Regions from separate parts of the Cricetulus griseus genome. Here region 2 is linked to region 1. A link is a contact called in public Hi-C data. All regions are on one chromosome and are shown on one strand. The core of a region is the stretch at or near the end of the contact, and the rest is flanking DNA. Distances in the headings are between cores, read along the strand shown.

Region 1 (3,500 bases), core at 480-2,979:
CTGAAAGTTGTCTTCTTACCTCCACACTAATAATAATCAATAAAACAGAATTGAAAATAAACATGCAGACACATTGAGTGTGGTAATACATGCTTGTAATCAGTCCCAGTACTGGGAAGTTTGGGGGTGAAGAAGCCTGGGTTTGAGGCCAGCTTCAGCTACATAGTGAAAATTTGTCCCCCAAATAAAGAAAAGTTGTAGATAAAGACTGTCTGGAAGGAGATGGTTTGGCTCTTTTCTTAGTGTTCTTGGGCCAGTTGGCAATTTCCTTTATACTCGGTTTTTTTCTCTCTCTCTGTATAAAGTAATAAAACACTTAATATTTTATAGTATGCCTGGTGACTAGAATCATCTAGGATGCTAGTTAGAAAGCCCAGATTCCCCTAGAGCACACCACTCTCTCAATACTGGGAATAGAATCTTGGGCCTCATCAATGCTAGGCAAGTGCTCTACCAGTGAACAACATCCCTACCTTACAACATAATTCCCAACAGGGCAAACATTGGTTGGAAGAGCAGAAGACTTTTAAATACTTCAAAACCAAACCAAACACCCTAAAACCCAGGGTTTTACCATGTAACCCCTAGAACTCTCTTTTTAGACCTGGCTAACTGTGCACTTCCAGAGATCCAGCTGTCTTTGTCTTCTCACTGAACCTGAAAGCTTGCTGTGTGGTCTTGGCTGGTTAACTAGGGAGCTCCTATCTCTGCCCCCAGGGCTGGGGTTGGGGGAGTCTATGTCTGCTTTTACATGGACCCTGGGGATTCAATTCAAGTCCTTGTGCTTGCGGGCAAATGCTCTTACCTACTGAGCCATCTTCCCAACCCAGAATTTTTTTTAATAAACTCTCCTAGCACATAATGGAGAATATGATAGTTTCAAAGGTGCTCAAAAAAGTGTAAGTGACTGGATAGATGGTTTCCTTGCGAGACCAAACAATAGTGGCAAAGATGGGTAATTACCAAGTGCTTGAGTAGTGCCTCTGTTTGCACAGCCTATTAATCCTCACAAACACTTCCAAGGGAGGTTGAGGATAGGCTTCGATGGATTTGCCTGGGTTTCTTATCCTACATACAGCTTAATTTAAGCATCTGAAAAAGGTAACAAATGGCGTTTTTCTCATAGTTTTGTGGTAAGGATCCAGAAGTATGCTTTTCATTTTTTTTTTTTTAGAACTCCTGCCACTGTCAAGCTGTCACCCTCCCAAGAACACCCTGTCAAAAAGGTGGAGAAAAGAGAATTTGAACCCAATCAGTGTAATCCCAGAAAGATAGAACTGGCTCAGTGATTGCGGAATTGTGATCCCTGCTGTCAGTAGTATCGCTAGGGAACTTGTTAAAAATGCAAATTATAAAACACTCCCCACCCCATCCCAGATCCACTGAGTCAGAAACTGGCGGTGGGGGCTCAAAAGTCTGTTTTTCAAAGCTGTTCGAGGAATTCTAAGGCACGCTAGAGTTTGGGAACAGTCTTTAGAGGTTTTGGCGGGGGTGGGGAGTGGGAGTGGGGTAGGGTGGGGTAGAGGGTGGTGAGGAGAAGTGTTAAAAAAAGGAAGAAAGGAATGAAAAAAGGAAGAAGGGAAGAAAAAGAAGGAAGAAAATTAAAAACAAAACAAAACAAAAACAAAAACTCTGGAGATGTGGAGACTGGGTCCACTTCACCTGAAGGTGAGGAAAATGCTGTAGCAGGCTGGCGCGCAAGGGCTGCTGGGGTCTGTAGTCCCGACTGCGCCTTAGGGGACGCGCCTGCGCACTGGTTGCGAGCTCGCTCTAGTCGCTGTAGTCGGGGCTCGGGACCGGCTGCCATCTTAGTGGAGGGACTGAGGAGTCGTCGCCGCCCCGAGTCCCGGTAAACACCCGCGGGCCGACTGGGGGGCAGTTCTGTGGTTAGGAGGGAGCTTGGCATGGGGGAAGGCACGGAGAGTGCGAAGGGTAGAAGAGTGCGGCGCGCGAGTCGGAACCCAGAGCCGAGGCTGCTCTTCGCGCAGCCGGTGTCCGTGGGGGGCGCCCGGAGCTCCGGCTGGTGGCCCGAGCCGGGCGGAGGGTGGGTCAGCGGGACGAGCCGGGCTGCTAGTGCCTGGCGCAGGCGCCCGGAGCCCGTGGCCCCGCGAACCCCAAGTTGGAAGAGAGCCGAGCCGAGGCGGACGTGGGCAGGGTCCAGCCCCGAGCCCCGCTGTCGCGCCGGGGGGCTCCTCTCCCGCGGCTCGGCCTACGCGCGGGGCCCGGTGGCAGCGGCCCGCCCGAGCGACGTGGCCCTTTGAGGGGCGGCGGCCGGGCCCACCTGCCACCTGGCAAGCTCTCCCGAGACTTTTCCAGGCTCCCACTCGCGGAGGACCTTCTCCCGTAGCCTGCCTCCCCTTCTAGTCTTTCACTCCCCTCCTCCTCCCATTGTCCCCACTCATGGTGGTCTCGGCCCAGGCCGGCGCCGCCGACTTTTGCGGACGTGGAGCTGTCACTGTCTTTCCTTTCAAGAGCGTACTTTTCTTTAGCAAAGAAAAAAGTAGAGGTGAGCGTATGTGAAGGGTCGAAGCCTCGAAGACATGGCTTTAAAGTAGAAGACTCGAGTTTTCAGACATGGTTCTCTGGGCTGCAACTTCAAAAGAGGAAAATAAGGGTCAGTGCACCCGAGGTAGGCATTGGGCCTAAAGTTAGGTCTGTGACCAGGTGAACTTTCGCAGTACCCGAAGCTGACGGTTCCCCAGTCACTTGTTTTTCTTGGTTGTGTTAGAATCCTCCTAATCTTGAATTTTCTGCTTCGCTCTAGCTGTTGTAGTGAACTTGGCTGAAGGGAGGAGTGTGGAGAAAAGAGTGAAGAGTTTTGGTTTTTTTCCCTTCAAAGTTACAGAACACAACCTAGCCACCCATCATTGTGCTCTTAAGTGTGCTGCTTCTCCTGGATCGGTGAGATCTTATGAAAATAGGTAAAGGCCATGTGTGTTCACTCTCAGGGTTGGCAACTGGTTTGGTTCTCATCTGAAATAAAGTTTTTTTCTGGGGGGCGGTGGCAAATTTGATGAGATTCAGCCTTGCATATCACAGGTTTACTTAAGGCTTAATTTTTCCGGGTTTTAGAAAAGATGCAATTCTCCTTGAATAGTTAGTGTACTTTGTGTGTGAGCTCATGAATTCAGACTTTAGAATAGACCTCAACAAGGATATAATGTGAAACCAAAAGCATGTATTCTAGAGTTGTTTTTATTTTATTTTGAGACAAGATCTTGCTGTATAGCTCTGGAATACACTGTGTAAACTTAGACTGGCATCCCACTTAATTGTATCTTCCTGTCTCTGCCTCCTGAGTGCTTCAGTTACAGGTACATGCCAACACGATAGGCACAGGAGAAATTTTAGATTTGTTGATTTGTGTGTGTGAGCGCCATGACTCGAGTTGGAGGTCAGAAGGTAACCCTCAAGAGTGTTTCCTCCTTTTACCCTGTGGCTTCCAGGGATCAAACTCAGATCAACAGGCTTGCATAGCAAATGCCTTTACTTAATGATCT
Region 2 (3,500 bases), core at 518-3,017, 37 kb before region 1:
CTAGTCAAGCAGGAACTTGTTTATTGTGCCCCACTGCAAGCATCTTTTAAAGGGAAAAAACCACAGAGCATGGAAAACAGCCAAATAATAACTTTAAAGGTCAACCTATCATGAGTCTAGGCGTCCTATGCTTTACCTAGTGGACACGAGCTGTTCATGTAGTGTCTCATCTGGTTCAATCTAGGCAACCAATCATCTTTTTTTGTAAACCACTCAATACTCACCCATCTGACTTCTCCTCAGTGCCATCTTTGACTGGCTCGTGTGCCCTACAGTTCTCTCTGTGGCCCAGAATCATCTTGATGAACACAGGATGGCACTCTCATTTGCATGGTACCAATGGAGCTCTTTGCTCCTGTACCAGATGTCACCATATTGCAGAATTCCTTGTGTTAGTATGATTTGCCTATCTTCTTGTTGGCTGTCACTCTTGTTACCAGCAAGTCACCTCTCATTTTTTGCTCCTTCTCTGACAAAGGGGAGCCTGCTCAATCAAATCTCAAAGTAGGATAAATGAGACCCTGTATGGGGAACCACTGCTAATACCAATTTCCAGGAACCAAGATGATTTCTAGACTTGCTCTGGAAATACAGGCAGGGATGGTGTTGTGAGTTCAATGGTGGGCCTCTGCCTAAAGATGCTTCTAGCATTTGTGACTGTGACTTTACCTGGGAGAAAAAAACCTAAATCCAATTTAAATGTCCTTATAAGAGAAGAAAAAGGAAGAGTCACACAGTGAAGAAGACAGAGGGAGGTTGGAGTTATGCATCCACAGGCAAAGAATGCCAACTATATCAGCTACTTGTGAAGCTCATCAATTCCCTCGCTTTTTTTTTTTTTTTTTGGATTAGGGTTTTTTTTTTTTTTTTAAGATTTTATTTGTTTATTATGTCTTCTGCCTGCATGCAAGCAGAGGGTACCAGACCTCATTCAAGGTGGTTGTGAGCCACCATATGGATACTGGGAACTGAACTCAGGACTTCTGCAAGAATAGTCAGTGCTCTTAACCACTGAGCAATCTCTCCAGCCCAGATAGGGTTTCTCACTGAACCAGGAGCTTGCTAATTCAGCTTTTCTGGCCAGCCAGCAAGTCCTGGGGTCTGTTTCTGCCTCCCTGGTGCTGGTATTATAGGCATGAACTTCCATCCCTGGCCTTTAATTTAGGTTTTGTTTGTTTGTTTGTTTGTTTTTTATTTAATGTATACAGGCGTTTTGTCTATCTGTATACCATGTGCATGCCTGTTGCCTGCAGAGCTCACCGGGGACATTTCAGAACCAAAAAGTAACACCAAGGCCTGCCAACAGTCGCCAGAACTAGGAGAGAACCTTGGGACACTATACTACTCCTACACATGATTGTGGACTTACAGTCTCAAGAAACGTGAAGGTAGTGGGCAATGGTGGCTCATGCCTTTAATCCCAGCACTCAGGGTTAAAGAGACAGAGGCAGGTGGATCTCTGTGAGTTTGAGGCCAGCCTGGTCTACAGAGTGAGTTCTAGTAAGTCAAGGCTATACAAAGAAACCCTCTTTTAAAAAAAGGAAAAAGAAAAAAAAAACGTGAAGGTATAAATTTCTGCTATTTTAAATCACCAGGGCTGTGGGCTTTATCTTGGCAGCCCTAGAAATCTAACACTGCTGGGAAGTGGGGAGTCATGGGTAGACAAGGAGGAAGCTAACTGGTGACTGGTGATTCAGTGTCGCTTGTTCTGTCTCTTGCCACCACTTCCCGTAAAGAAAGCTAAGTTGATGGAGGCTACAGTGAGACTTGCTATGTCATGCCAAGTTCTAACCCTAGGATTCCAGAGCCTCCTGGGCTGTGAATCACCCATGAGCTGTGGTTTTGCTTTAAGCAACTGTGAGGAAGTGTTGTCATAAGGGCGGCACTCTGAGAAAGAGGTAAATCTCCAGGCCCTGCTAGTGGAGGTGCACATCTGGCATTCATTCCACACAGGGTGCCTGGGTGCCTTGTAGTTGCTTCTTCCAGAGGAAGTAAAGACTGAAGCATTGACCTGGAAGAACAAAGAGAAGGAAGTAAGCCTGGGGTGTGTCCCCTAAGGCAAAAATGATGAGAGAGGGTTGGATCCCGCATCTAAATCTGCCAGTTTTCTTTTGTCCCTTGTCTATCTAACAGGATCTCGTGATAACAGGGTTGCGTTAATAATTCATATTTCAGTTTCCCCTTTCTAATAGAGCAAAGCTGTGAAGTGGAGAAAGGGTAACAAAAGGCCGTGGAGAAGGACACTGAAAGGTCATCCAGAAGACCTGGATCCCGAAATGCAAACATCGGCGGTCTCCTTAAATCCACGCATCCAGGAAGGTGTTCATAACCTCTTCTCAAGTGGCCAGAGCCAGGATCATACAGCATAAGGATGAAGCTGCCCTCTGAGCATGCCCATATACTTTTCTTTCTTGGCTATACTAGGGATCCATGCTAGCCCAAATGCAAATCTGTCTTTCAGGAGCCATTCCACCTGCCACAAGTCATTTTTTTCCAGGTCTAAAGCAGAGGTGGACTCTCTGGGTTCATTTCCACCTTTGGATAAAGGACAGTAGTGTAGACCCCTAGTGCTGCTGAGTAAGTAAATGAAATGATGAATGTAAATTCTTTAGTGCCCCATACATACTTGGTATTCCATTTTGAATCATTATTGTTGAGGGGAGTCCCATGAAACCCCTCTATAGAGGGTTTTTCCGAAATTACTTACTCGTGGCAGGGTTGTGAAAAGTAAGTGCAGGTCAGAGAACAACTTGCAGGTCTCAGGACTTGAACCCCGGTTATCAGGTTGTCACTGAACCATCTTGATGGCCCTGTCTATAGGATTTTTGAGCTTCTATTTAGTACAGAGCCTCTAGCCTCCCTCCAACAGGGAAATACAAAGCCACGCTGGACAGGTTGTCTGAGAGACGACATGGTAGCATTCCAGGCCTGCACTGCATATGGGTCCTGCCTGTTCCCCAGTGTGGGTGATGCAGGTCCTAGGATCCATGAAAATATGACAGCTGAGCACCCCAGAGCACTTTGTCTGCCAGACCCAAGTCCAGAGCTTGGTCCCTAGACTCACTCACCTTATCTGGAATGAGTATGTGGTGGCCAAGCAACACCACCTGACCTCATCAACCTAGCAGTCCAGAGCTCACTGTGGTGGCAGAGGAAGGTCAGAAGGAAAAGAAGTTCAAAATCCAGTTCTGCAGGGGCTGCAGAGATGACTCAGCAGTTAAGAGCACTGGCTGCTCTTCCAAAAGACCTGGGTCAGGTTCCCAGCACCTTCATGATGGTTCACAATCATCTGTAACTCCAAAGGGATTTGATGCTTGTTTCTGTGTTTCTGTTGGTTTGTTTTGTTTGGTGTGTGTGTGTGTGTGTGTGTGTGTGTGTGTGTGTGTGTGTGTGTGTGTGTGTGTGTGTGTGCAGTATGCACGCACTGGAGACCAGAGGAAGAAATCTGATGTCTTCTTCTATCAGTCTCTACTTTATTCCCTGGAGACAAGGTCTCTCAC

What was found. A called contact is a pair of places that touch in the nucleus more often than the background predicts.
Region 2: a contact with region 1 is called in a Hi-C map of fibroblasts, with 2.1 times the contacts expected there. The contact joins the enhancer-like site here to the promoter of Itch in region 1. A contact is called at or near these places in 2 of 8 Hi-C or Micro-C datasets (the CHK-Q cell line and fibroblasts).

The regions. Positions count from the first base shown.
Region 1 is chr6:24,483,633-24,487,132 of CriGri-PICRH-1.0, reverse strand. It overlaps Itch (E3 ubiquitin-protein ligase Itchy homolog), which reads left to right and starts at 1,729. Exons shown (of 26, transcript XR_003486471.2): 1 at 1,729-1,849.
Region 2 is chr6:24,520,853-24,524,352 of CriGri-PICRH-1.0, reverse strand. No RefSeq gene overlaps it. Among named protein-coding and RNA genes, the nearest start is that of Ahcy, 12 kb to the left of the region's middle. Within about 2 kb of position 1,767, at least 3 of the 6 cell types and tissues checked have open chromatin away from gene starts, as enhancers often do. A contact at or near this core is called in fibroblasts, where this site is marked.